Linked DNA regions of Zea mays: all the other regions are linked to region 1. Evidence: chromatin contacts called from public Hi-C data. All regions are on one chromosome and are shown on one strand. The core of a region is the stretch at or near the end of the contact, and the rest is flanking DNA. Distances in the headings are between cores, read along the strand shown. Region 1 holds the start of LOC100279731. Region 2 holds the start of LOC100285021 (male sterility protein 2). Region 3 holds the start of LOC100384376.

Region 1 (4,522 bases), core at 1,217-3,716:
GCTTGCTGATTTGCTTGGGGAGGCGGTGGGGGTGATAGTGACAATCTTTCTTGGTAATGGAGTTGTGGGTGTAGCGGAGCCTCTGATTGTAGTTTTACTGTTGTGGATGGTATTGGTGTTCGCTTCCATAGTGAGGATTATGGTATTGATGGGGATGGTAAGTATGGCCGATGGCTCTTTGATTATTTGCGGGGGCTACCCTGGCCATGCGCTCTTTGGTTTCTTTTGTCTCCGGGCAGTCCCTGGTATGGTGGTTTGAGTCCTCGCCATGGAAAAGATAGCAGAACTTCCTGGGCTGCTAAGGGCCTCTGCCCGCCCTCTACCTCTTGGTGCGCCGCCGCGACGACTTTGATGCTGGGGTAACGTCGAGGGAAAACGTTGCCCAACTATTGCTGATTGGCTATCTTATGGACCTGGGGCTATGCTTGACCGTGGTCTTGACTCTTGACAGTGGTATTCATGCTATTGGCCCTGGTTCCATGGCTTGCTTGACTGTGAGTCTACCTTCGGTTTGCGTTGTAATTTGTACCTTTTGGTACTGTAACTCTTCGGTTGAGCATATTTTTTCGAAGAGTGTGTATAATTCCTAGGGAGCCGACGGAGGGTCTCTTGTGCAGTGGCTATAAAGTTGTCTTGCGCGAAGACCACTTATCGCGTGGTGGATTGCGATCCGATCGTCGACCGAAGGCAGCTGTTACTTGAGTTATATGAATTTCTTGTAGTAATCACGGAGGCTCTCTTTTTCTAGCTGTCTGCAGAGGGAGAGTTTGGCTAGGGCATTCGTTTTGGGTCTGTACCCTTGAAAATTGAGTAGGAACTTGTCACGTAGGGTCTTCCACAAGTCAATTGACAAAGGTGGAAGTCTTGAGTACCATGTAAGGGCTAAACCTTCGAAAGCAATGATAAAGGATTTAACCATTGTACAGTCATCTCCTTCTGAAGATGCAATGACTACTTGGTATCTCATGATGTACTGATTGGGATCTGTGTTACCGCTGTATTTGGGATAGATCCCCACTCTGTAGTTGATTGGCCATGTTGTAGCTTTTATGCGGAGAGAGGACTTCGCTCGTCGAGATAGTTGAGGCTCTAGAATGCAATTTGCATGGATGGTAGTCTTTGAAAATTTTGATTGTAAGCTGCGTCATGTGGCTGCTGCCGAAGGTGGACACCGATCTGTATTTCTGCTATATTTGTGCTCAATTCATTTTGCTTTTTCTTCCTCCACCAGGATTAGGGCTGGAAACGAGCCGAGCCGAGCTCGGCTCGGCTCGGTGCCTGAACGAGCTCGGCTCGGCTCGTCCATTTCACGAGCTAGCGAAAGAGGCTCGGCTCGGCTCGACCTTGGCTCGTGAGCCGGCTTGGCTCGCGAGCCATATTCTGGTATTTATTGTTGCATTATTTGGTGAATTAACATTATATAAATTTGAAATATAGAATCATCATTCTACATTATGAGTAAATTAAATTATAACTTGTAATATATTCATTATCAAAGACTAAAAAATAAGCTATTATCCATAAAATTATCTAATATTCATTATTATTCTATAAATAAATTATTTTTGCAAGGCTCGCGAGCTGGAACGAATTGGCTCGGCTCGGCTCGCTGCAAAAACAAGCTCGAAAAAGAGGCTCGGCTCGGCTCGTTCGAGGCTTGCGAGCCGCTCCGAACTCGAGCCCCAGCCCTAACCAGGATCCTGGTTTGAAACGGAGGGAGTAGTAGAGCTAGAGAATAGAAATGATGCCCCACTGGGCCGCAAAAACGCAACGCTGGGTGCGTGCGACGAAGCCGTCCAGGTCGAGCCGTACTTGGGACTTGAGAGCATAGGAGCCTCCCTCGCACGTAGGGCTGGGCAAAAAACCCGTAACCCGAAACCCGAACCCGGAATACCCGAACCCGAACCCGAAATACCCGAAACCCGAATTTTGTTCGGGAATTTCGGGTAGCAACTTGCAAAACCCGAATTTATTTCGGGTAATTCGGGTATCACAATCGGGTACCCGAAATACCCGAATTACCCGAACTTTCATGTGTCATGTACTCATGTCATGCTTAATTATTAATTTGTGCATTTATAATTATGTGTAAGTGTGTATAACTTGTGATTATAGATTACTTGTATTTTATATGTCCATGTATATAATTATTCAAACTATATTTTATACTAATTTAATAGGGTGTATGTGTTTTTATGAAGGTGACACAATAGTTCGGGTAGTTCGGGAATACCCGAACCCGAACCCGAAATTCTGGGTACCCGAATTTTCGGGTATTGCAAAACCCGTTGTAATTTCGGGTATCGATTCTCAAAACCCGAAATTTTAAAAACCCGAATTACCCGACCCGAAAATTTCGGGTAACCCGAACGCCCACCCCTACTCGCACGTGCTTCCCCTCCTTCCCCATCGACTCGTTCCGACAACGCCCGCGTCTAGTCTCGTCTCGTCTCACCATTCGTCACTCGCGCGCGCCGTCGTCCTTCTCCGCCGTCGTCCCCGCCGCCGACGATGCCTCGTAAGGCCTCGTCGACCTCAGGTCCATGCGTCCGGGCCCTTCTCGAAACCTCTTAAACTCTCTAGCGCCAGATCTAACCGCCTTGCTAACCCTAACTCCCAGATTCGCGCCTCAAATGGCGCAAGCGGAAGCTCAACCCCGACGCGTCCCCGTCGAAGCCCTCCATTTCTACCGCGGCGGCCGACCACTCCTCCGACTCCGACTCCGCCGCCTTAAACGACGACGAGGACCCCTCCGCCCTCGGCGCGACGGGGGACGGGGCAACCGACAACGACGCGGACGCCGCGGCGTCCGAGGACCCCGCGGTCGAGCTCCGCGAGGCGGAGGTTCTGCCCTCGGCCGATGCCATCTCTAGCTTCCCTGCCGCCAAGCGCCGCGTGGTCAACCGGCCGCATGCGTCCATCCTCGCGCTGCTCGAGGCCGAACGATCTGCTTGTTCCGGCGATGTCCCTACCGTGGCACTGCCGGCGCTAGAGAACATCTCGCACGGGCAGCTGCAGGTGCTGTCTGGGGTGCTTCCGGACCACCCATCCCTTGCGACAGACCCCGACAAGCCGTCCTTGTATGTGTGCACGCCGCCTCCCCTCATGGAGGGTCACGGGGTGCCCAAGCAGTTCCAGGGTCGCTTCCATGTGGTGCCCAAGCACTCAGGTTTGCTTTTCGTCTAAACAAGGATAGCTGAGCTGTGCTGGAAAATGTGCTAATTTAAGTAACCTATGTATTTTGGTTTGTAATTTGTAGATTGGTTCTCCCCAGGGACAGTTCATAGGCTGGAAAGGCAGGTAGTGCCACACTTCTTTACAGGGAAGTCTCCAGGGCATACTCCGGAGAAGTATGTCATGTTAAGGAATAAAGTTATTGCTAAATACTTAGAGAACCCAAGCAAGAGGCTTGCTTTTGCTGAGTGCCAGGGGCTTGTTGGGAGCACATCTGAATTGTATGATCTGAGTAGGATTGTTAGGTTCTTGGACACTTGGGGCATCATCAATTACCTTGCGGCTGGGTCTGTGCACCGTGGTCTGAGGATGGCAACTTCGCTTCTAAGAGAGGAACCTACAGGGGAACTGCAATTGCTTACAGCACCATTGAAATCAATCGATGGTCTAATTTTGTTTGACCGGCCAAAATGTAGCCTCCCAGTGGAGGACATTTCTAGGATGGCAGCGACTTCATCGAACTCGGAGGCTGTGGATTTTGATGCTGCATTTTCAGACTTGGATGGAAAGATTAGGGAGCGTTTGTCTGAGAGCTCTTGCAGTTATTGCTTACAGCCTTTGCCAAGTTTACATTACCGGTCGCAAAAGGAGGTGTGTTTCTTTGTAACTTCCATTTTACATGTGTTATCTTAAATGCATTGAGCAGAGAATCCATAGCTGTATTTTGGAAGTTGCACTTGCATTTTGCTCCTGCTAAAAAATGACCTTCCTCCAAGATTTTTTATTCCACATTGCAGTAAGCTGCCGTGGTAGTCTTGCTTCATAGTTTAGCATGTTATATTGCCTAAGTTTTGGTTGAGTGTGGTAGACTAAGATTACTGTTGAAATTAAACCCTAATTATGTCTTGTTTTTGCTCTTTGCCTACTTATTCTTTACTCAGATTGTTTTTTTTTAAATCTTGGATACACAGCACATGTTGTAAACGTGTATTAACAATTTAATGTTTTTATTACTAGTTTACTATTGTACTTGGGAAAAGAAAATTTAGGGGCTGTTTGGTTGGTGCTTCCAAACATTATGGCATGGTTTCAGGGCCCTATAAAGCAAACAGACCCTTAGTTATAAATATTATTGTGTCAAATTTTGGTGCGGAGTCTACTCTTTGAACTCAATTGGGTTTGTACCCATTTGAATATATTATTGTTATTATTCCTCTGTTTTTATTTTGAGTGACAAACGTTACCAATAACAGTGTTTGAACTGATTGAGCAGGCAGATATTTTTCTATGTTCTGATTGCTTCCATGATGCGAGATATATCACTGGACATTCTTGCTTAGATTTCCAA
Region 2 (4,522 bases), core at 1,389-3,888, 170 kb before region 1:
TTATGCCACGAATCACGGGAACGAATATTTGCATGTGCTTGCCGGTTACGACTGCATAACGCTGTGATACATGATAGCGTAAACCATGCAAACATTTAAAATCTCCCACCGGTTTTAAGATAAGGAAAGACGTGCTCTTCGTGCGCGTAAATAAAGGCGCAGTTACAGGAGGAAAAAAATACGCACGCATAAATCATGCATAGAAGGGATCTTTTGTACCTTGACTCACGGAAACGAATATTACCATGTGCACACTGTTTACGACTGCATAACGATGTGTAACATGATAGCATAAACCATGCATTATATAAATTTTGAACGGTTTGATATAAGGAAAGACGTGCTGCATAATCGCGTAAATAAAGGGACAGTTACGGTTCGAGGAGCATTAGTAGAAGGAAATAAATTTTAATTTACAGTCGCAGTTCGCGGGTTCTGCTCGGGCGGACTCCAGCGTAAAACGTGAGCTAAAACATCGTAAATGAGTACGAAATTTAGCGTAAATCATATATCTGTTTCGTAACAGCAAACGAAGCCCAAAAATTACGGCGTAAAAATCACGTGCACCCAATCGTGCGCGGGTTCTGGCAAGGGCAGATTCCGCGTAAAACTTGAGCTAAAACATCGTAAATGAATACGAAATTTAGCGTAAATCCTATATTAACTAAAACAGCGTAGATTGATCACGTTCGATCGTGCACGGATTTTGGCTTGGTCAAATTTCAGCGTAAAACGTGAACTAAACAGCGTAAATGGGTACAAATTTTATCGTACATCATCAATCTATTTCTTAACAACGAATGTGGCCTAAATTACGACGTCAAAATCGCGCTCCGATCGTGCTCGGGTTCTAGGTCAGGTGGATTAAAGCGTAAGATGTGATCCGAAACAGCGTAAATGGATACGAATTTTAGCGTAAATCAATGATCTGTTTTAAAACGACGAATGTGGCACTTGCTTTTTAGTGGAAGCGTAAAATGCAATAAGAAAGAACCCAAGACAAAATCTTTTTTTTTTGCCGACCTATACATGCGACATGGGGGTGAATTAATAACTGAACGAACCTAAGACAAGAAAGAAAACGATGAAGCCATTTGCTGTTCCTGAATCTTGATCCGTCACGCTCACGCCCGGCCATGGAACTAAGGTCAGAAGAGTAGCCACTAGACAATACAGAGGGCACGACGGTCAGAAGAACAATAACTTGGACTTGGAGATGCATCTGAAGGGGAGCACGGTGCCGTTGGGCTAGAATAAGCGGAGCTGGTACGCCAGGCGCGTCCACTGGTCGACTCCGACGATCCCCGCGACCTTCCATCGCGTCTGGGCCTCCCCATCCACCCAGAACGGCACCACGCCGTCGCGGAGCGCGGCCTCCATGGCGGCGCTGCCGGCGTCGCCCAGCGGGGCGCCCTGCGCGCGCGCCACGTACGCCAGCGGGAGGACGCCCCTGGCGGGCACGCGGAACGGGTAGGCGCGGAGCACCGCCAGCCCGCCCGCACCGCCACGTACGGCACGCGGGGCTGCAGCAGCACCACCACCACAAGGACGGCCACGGCGCCCCAGCAGCACCACGACCGCCAGCACCATGAACAGCACCACCGCCGCCCACTCCGCCGCGCCCCGACCGGTGCCTCCTAAAGCTGTACCGCCGCAGACGCTGAGGCTCCTCCTCGCGCCCCCTCCACGACCGCCAATCCGCCGGCTGGAGAGCGCCGCGGCGGCCGGGGCTCTCCTGCTCACGGGCGCCTGCTCTCACGCCCGAGAGAACCGCCGCCGCCGCTAAAACCTAATCCCTGGCGGCGTGGGGGTGTTTTTATAGTGACGACGTGGGCAGGATCGTGGGCCCGATTCACGTAATATGCGGCGACTATGTTTGCATAAACTGATACACACATCAGCATAACTCGTATTATAATTTAGCGTAAGTACAGGTAGGTACAATAAACCAAAAAGGGTTCGTGCGGTCTGCACACCTGGTCAGGGCTTCCTGTAGTTAAATAGAGCCCAGAGCTCTAAATACTACATCTATATATATATATATATATATATATATATATATATATATATATATATATATATATATATATATATATATATATATATATTCATTGAGTACTCATCACATGGAAATCAATGCTCCAGATCTAGTAGGTACTATGTGCCACCAACTCCGGTTCTATAACCACAACTATGGGAGTAAAAAAAAGATGGGCTCCACCAGCCTTTCTGACGGCAGAAAGAAGAGAGAGAAAAAACTGCTATAGACAGTAGTACGTATATAAAAATAGACGTTGCACTGCGAAAATGCGAAGTGATTGTTAAAGTAAAAAGTGACAATCTTCTGAAATAAAATAGTGTGCGTACGACCATTATTGTTAATTATCGCATCTTGCCGATCATCGCAGGCCTAAAATATACTAGCTAGTACTTCAAACTGACGTCAGCACGTCAAACAACAATATATTTTGAAGTACTTACTGTATGTATATGGAGATGAGGAGCGCAGCAGCCAACGTCGATCGATTTGATTTGCCCATAATTTAATTAGCGCCGCTGCCTCTATTTACTGCAGCAACCTCCCCTGCCACCCACTGAGACACATATCCTGATATCCCTTCTCACCAATAAATACATGGTAGGATCCCAATGCTATATGCTACTCGACTACATACTGCTGAGTACATCAGTACTCAGATAGCCCAAGTCGGACCACACTGCTTGCACAGTAGAAGATGATAGGCGATGAACTGGATTCCGATGTGGTTGTACGCTACTTCAGAGGCAAGAGCATCCTGATCACTGGATCAACCGGTTTCCTGGGGAAAGGTACGTACGGTACCTCTCCTTGCATGCATGAACTCGCCCAGCACTCTTTTCAGGGATCGATGTCTGTGCAATGCATATATGCAAGCATGGCTGATCATCTATATATCTCATCAGTGTGGGTGTGTTGCTTGCTCTTGCTTCATTCCCTTTTTTCGTCTCTTCATTCAAATCGTAGTGCTCGTGGAGAAGATACTGAGGGTTCAGCCGGACGTGAAGAAGCTCTTCCTCCTCGTTCGAGCCGCCGATGACGAGTCTGCCAAGCAGAGGGTCGAGACCGAGGTGAAAAAAGCAAGATACCTTCTCCCTTCTTCCTTCCGTCCCGTCGTCGTCTCAATCATAGCATGTTTTAGTTGTGCAAATTAATCTGTGACCAACAAAGCAGAAAGGGGATCGATCCCTTGGATAGAAGAACACAGTGACGGGTCGGAAGAGCTGGTAGTTGCATTGCACAGATATGGAAGTATCTCGCATGCCGCGCAACTCTCCAGGGGTTGCTGAGACAGGATGTCTCCTGATGGACTAGTTTTGTCAGGAGTATGTTTTAATTTCTCCTGACAAAACTAGTGGCAAATGCATAGGTCATTGATAAACCTCAAGGCTTCAAGCAAGAGTTGCAACAAGTGATGAGACAGGATGTCTCCTGATGGACTAGTGATGTTTCTGTTTTGTTTTGTTTTGTTTTGTCGCTAGGTGACAGGAAAGGAGATCTTTCAGGTTCTGAAAGAAAAGCACGGTAACGGGTTCGAAGGTTTCGTCCAAGAAAAAATCTGCCCTCTGCCAGGAGACGTCATGCACGAGAACTTGGGCCTAGGCGCTGCCAAACTGAGACAAGTGTGCAAGGAAATAGACATCGTTGTAAACGGAGCTGCAACTACGAATTTCTACGAAAGGTCTGGGATATATTATTACTGCTGTTACATATGTATATATCATTATATTTGAGATGCCGCATGGCCGCCTGCGTGTTCTGGAAACATCTGTTTCAGTTCTATGCATGCACATGCAGATACGATGTGGCTTTCGACACAAATGTCATGGGAGCCAAGCACATATGCGAGTTCGCGAAGAGGTGCAGCAAACTCAAGATGCTGCTGCATGTTTCAACAGGTATATATAGTAGGGAAGCAACAACAGTCCATTTTTTTTCTCCAATTAAATGGACATGTGTAATGAATGATAAATCTTCTTTGAGCATGCATGCAGCTTATGTAGCTGGTGAACAGGAAGGGGTGGTGCTGGAGAAGCCATTCCGTTTGGGCGAAACCCTGAGGGAAGGCACGCACCTGGACATCGAGTCCGAACTAAACCTGATAAAAGAGACGAGGAGAGAACTGAAGGCCAGCCGTTGTTCAGAAAAGGCTGAGAGGAGAAGCATGAAGGAGCTTGGCCTCAAGAGGTAACTCCTTATTACTAGCTAGCTAGCTAGCTACGTACGGTACAGGAGTCCATCTCGATCTCTGTTATGCATGCATGCGTGTCTTTAGTTACTGCTACTACACCTACCAAGACGAAGCACATGACATGTCTTTGTCCATGTCCATGTCCATGGTGCAGGGCAAGGGAGTTCGGGTGGCCCAACACCTATGTGTTCACCAAGGCAATGGGGGAGATGCTGCTGGGCGCCCACCTCCGGGGAGACGTGCCGGTCGTCATCGTCCGGCCTAGTATCATAACCAGCATCCTCAAGGAGCCA
Region 3 (4,522 bases), core at 641-3,140, 160 kb after region 1:
GTTGCATCAGAACGGTTTGTGCAGGTACGACGCGAGCATGTCGCCGAAGCCGAACGCGGCGGCGTCGACGCGCGCGAACAGCCCCGGGGACAGCGGCCCGAACAGCGAGCTCCCGTCGTCGACGTCGACGTCGACCATGAACCCGTCCTCGGCGGCGCTGCCCCAGTCGCCTCCGACAGGCCACCACCCGGCGGCGGCGGCGGCGGCGGCGGGCTGGCTCTCGGCGTGGTCGCGGTCGGGCAGGTCCGGCGACGGCGAGAGCACGCGCTCGGAGCCGCTGCTGGAGTTGTCCGTGTGCGTGTGGTGCGTCGTCCACGGCACGGAGTTGTTTGAGTCGCGGTCCGCGGGCGCCGGGGCCGACGGGCGGTCGAAGCACAGCATCCCCGCCGACGGCGTCTCCAGGTCGTCGTAGTCGTAGTAGCCGCCGCCGTACTCGGGGAGCTCCACCTTCATCGGCGCCGCCGCTGCTGCCCCTACGCGGGCACTGGCACGCGGGTTCTTCGACGCCGCCGGCGCCGGCACCGGCTTGACGTCTTCGGCCACGGCGCCGTCGCCGTCGTCGTCGTCCACTGTGTCGTACCGCTCGATAACACCCTTCTTGTTGTAGATCCGGCACAGCACCCAGTCATCCAGCTGCAAGACAGTAGACACTTCATGGTTAAGCGCCGCCAATCCACGCGAAATCCCAGTGAAAAGTCAGACTAAGCTGATTGGGTTTTTTTTACTACGCATTGGAGTGTTTGGAAGAGGCTTGGAGATGAGGTCGACGTGACGTCGGATCCGGTGCGCGCCGCGCATGTGGTAATTTGTGCGCGGGCGATAAGATCAGGCGGCGGCTCTGCGCCGGCCATGGACCATGGTTGCCGCGCTTGTCTCTATCGCGGCGTGCGTGAGCCGTGACGCCACGCCGCCCGCGCTTTACATGTCTCTAGAGCCTATCCTGCCCAAGTAGCCGCGCGCTGTCACGAAAGGGACAACTCGATCGAGCTTGCTGCAAATGGACAATTTGCACGCCTACCTTTTTCAATTCCTCTTAACTAAGAATCTGCATATATAGTTGCAAGCCTAACAACACATTTCGATTCGATCCACTGTTTCTTGTTGCAGCATTGGTAAAATCAAACATCAATCTTTTTTTTTTTACTTCTCTCTATATTTTTTCCCTCTAACTGCAAGTGTCAGTATTTCGGGGAGATAAATATGTTCTCCTGAGAAAGGTCATGGTGTAGTGAATTACCCTGAGCGCGTTGTTGGTCTTCTTGCGTGCGGCGGCCGAGCGGTCGACGTCCGCGAGGCGGTACTCGTGCATGATCCAGTTGGTCTTGACGCCCTTGGGCGGCTTCCCGGCGTAGAAGACGAGCGCCTTCTTGATGGCCACGGGGCGCGGCGACCCTACCGGCTTGTCGGCGCCGGTGGCCTTCCAGTACCCTGTCCCGGCCGCCCGGTTAGGCCTGGAGCCATTCGGGTACTTGCGGTCGCGCGGCGAGAAGAAGTACCACTCCTTCTCCCCACCGAACGCCTTCTCTGCAACCACCGATCACCATGCCAGCTGATGAGGTCAGCGCGGGGTCGTCACCTAGCTAGCTCGGATAACTAACACTCGCTGACGATGATCCGATTGTTCGACGTACCTGGGAGCTGCCATGGGTCGAACTTGTAGAGATCCACCTCGGCGATGACCGGCGCGGCGAGCGGCAGGCCGCCGCACTTGCGGAGGAGATAGTACATCACCAGCTCGTCATCGGTGGGGTGGAAGCGGAACCCAGGCGGGAGCTGCAGCGCGCCACCGCAGTCCATTCGATCGATCACCTAGCTAGTGGCAACAGGCGGAGGCGGCCGGGCGGATTGGAGCTTCGAAACGATCGAGGAGCTGCCGATCGCTGGAAAGCTGATTGATTGCTGAGGAAGTCTCGAGAGCTTTTGGAATGGAACATCGCGCAGCTGTACCCGGGGTTACTTATAGAAGGGTGCTCCGACACGTGTCGACGGATGGACGGGGCGGCCTCGATGTGACGCACGTGCAACTTGGGGAGCGGGGTGTGGGCGGGGCGCCCGGGCCCTACTCGCGGGTGAGCAGGCAGGTTGACCTCAAGACGGCAAGACCCAAGCCGGAGCGGATGCGTGTGGCGCATCGGAGCGGGGGAGCGGTACGAGTGGACGGTGGGATGCGAGGGCGAAGGGTCCAGTGGACGGGATTTTGTCATCCCTTCCGTCAGCTGTTTTGGCGCCGCCCGGGGCTGGCCTCTCTCTGTGGGGTGCCTGCCTGGTGGGGCCGTTTCGTTGTCATGGGTGTGTGTGCTGTGGGCCCGCGTGGATCCCGGCCGTGGTTTTTTTTTTCTGTAAGATATTTTAATTAAAAACAATTGTCGTTTTGGCAGTGGAGATTCCCATCGTCCACTTCGTCGAGCCCCTGTGTCCAGCGAGTAAAATAACACCTGCTGAGGTAACCACGGTCGATTCTGCCGCGATTCCCCTGGCTTAAACTTTGATGATTACCAGGCATATTTCGGTCAGCTTTACGGCGGTACATGCAACGAATCCGTTGGTCTGTTTTAAATGGCGCTCTTCCCAAGCGTCAATTTTGTAGCTACACACTGATTTTCCTGATTTTTAAAAAGAATTTAACATAATATATCTCAGATGTTTTTTTGTGGGTGGGCTGAGTCCTAGTTTGTAGGATCGTAGGGGAGTCCTAGGCCATTTGGTTGGAGGGACTAAAGATTAGTCCCTCTATTTTAGTCTCATTTAGTTAGTAAATTACTAAACGGTGGGACTAAAATAGGGATTAAACTGTTTTAGTCTCTAGTTCCTTAGAAGGTGAATAAAGGAAATAAATCATAGTAATTTTATCTTTTGTCCCTCGTTTATTTCCGTTACACTAATGACGCTGAGAACACTAAAGGGTATTTTGATCTACTTGGGACTTATTTAATGCGTTCTAAAAGCTTTTAGTCCTTAGAACTAAACATGGTAGACACTAAATTTTAGTCCTGTAACTAAACTTTAGTCGCTGGACTAAAAAAACCAAACAGACCCTTAGTTTGTAACGATTTGTAACACCTAAATATAAGACATTTTACTTTGTTAGATATATATTTTTATTATACATCTAAATATATTGTATATCTAAGTGTATAACAAAACCTAAATGTATAGAAATATTATAAATTATTATAATACCTAATAGAGAAAGTGCTTCCTGCTTATACAATATCTACTCTTTTAAAGCACCACTTTCCTGCGCACGTGCGATGTGCGTCAGATGCAAAGTACGAAGCCTTCCCCGCTTCTCGTCTAACAATGATTCTATTACACCACAGAAGGTATTGAGAAACCACTCAAGCCTAACACCGCTCCCACATAGTAACATCTCGCTAGATAGAGGAAATACGTAAACAACAGTGACAAACTAGACCTGACCCCAACTAAAATTTGGCTGTACTTTTACCCCCCTTCAGGGCATGTTCGGTTACACCAATCCAGAAGGGGATTGGAGGGGATTAAATCCCCTCCAAGTCAAAAATGACTAGGAGGGGATTTAAACCCTTCCAATCCCCTTCTGGATTGGTGTAACCGAACAAGCCCTCAATTAAAAAATTAACAGGCCCTCTTGACATTTACGATTCTGGTTGGTATGGCGCAATCGCGCTGGCAGTTGGATGCCCGTATGTTTGTTTTCTAATCTGAGGGAGATCAGCCTTTTGCAGACGAACATGGCGCGGCGACACAAAACAAAGCCTGCAACCTGCACGCAGCAGGTAGCTAGCTCGACCGATCCACATGCATGCCGCTTACGAGGACGAGGACTGCAGCAGCGCGAATATCCGCGGGCTTCCGTGCGCTGCATCCTGCATCTGCATGGCGTGGTCCTCGCCAAAACGACGGGAGCTGGGTGCGGCGCGCGGCGGCGCGGACGCGGCTGGAGGGTGTCTCCCTCCCTGCCGCGTCTCCGGTCTCTCCGTGCGTGCGTGCGCGCGCGCGCAACAGGTATCCCGGCACGGCGTCGCGGACCGCGCGACCCGCCGGCCCGTGTGACATGGCGCGGGCGACGTCACGGCGCCCCCGCCCCCGTGCAGAGCCCCTGGACTGGAACAGGAAACGCTGGGCCCGCCTGTTCCCCGCGGCTGCCCGCAGCGGGCAGCGGGTCGGCATGTGTCGCTGACCCGACCTGGTCGACGCGGCGATGCGCAGCAGCGAGTGCGACGCCCCGGGCCCGGGCTGTCGTGATATAGCTTCTCCTAGCTGGCCTCGGCGTGGGCCCGATGCGTGCGTCCGCCGCGGCAGGGCTTGTTTGGGTAATCTTGGATTGGAGTGGATTGAGGTGGTATAAGGTGTATTGAAGTGTAATATGAACTAATTTTCCTTTCAATCTCTAAAATACACTTCAATTCACTTCAATCCCTTTATACCCAAACAAGGTAGCAGAGTTTAGTAAAATCCGCGCGTGATTGTCGATCTCGGCGTGACCTGTCTCCTGCCCGCCTCCAGACGCTGCACACTGACGAGTGGCCCGATGACCGAC

What was found. Hi-C and Micro-C count contacts between places; a contact is called where the count stands out from the background.
Region 2: a Hi-C map of ear shows a contact between it and region 1, with 3 times the contacts expected there. The contact joins the promoter of LOC100285021 here to the promoter of LOC100279731 in region 1. A contact is called at or near these places in 2 of 25 Hi-C or Micro-C datasets (ear and tassel).
Region 3: a contact with region 1 is called in a Hi-C map of tassel, with 2.1 times the contacts expected there. The contact joins the promoter of LOC100384376 here to the promoter of LOC100279731 in region 1. A contact is called at or near these places in 3 of 25 Hi-C or Micro-C datasets (ear, endosperm and tassel).

The regions. Positions count from the first base shown.
Region 1 is chr4:214,161,807-214,166,328 of Zm-B73-REFERENCE-NAM-5.0, forward strand. LOC100279731 reads left to right here and starts at 2,467. Exons shown (of 9, transcript NM_001152690.1): 1 at 2,467-2,539; 2 at 2,621-3,169; 3 at 3,260-3,825; 4 at 4,448-4,522. The coding sequence starts at 2,512.
Region 2 is chr4:213,994,910-213,999,431 of Zm-B73-REFERENCE-NAM-5.0, forward strand. LOC100285021 (male sterility protein 2) reads left to right here and starts at 2,639. Exons shown (of 10, transcript NM_001370692.1): 1 at 2,639-2,829; 2 at 3,005-3,108; 3 at 3,520-3,719; 4 at 3,836-3,936; 5 at 4,033-4,225; 6 at 4,384-4,522. The coding sequence starts at 2,736.
Region 3 is chr4:214,323,870-214,328,391 of Zm-B73-REFERENCE-NAM-5.0, forward strand. It overlaps LOC100384376, which reads right to left and starts at 1,891. Exons shown (of 3, transcript NM_001322063.1): 1 at 1,632-1,891; 2 at 1,238-1,524; 3 at 1-633. The coding sequence starts at 1,797. The coding sequence ends at 7.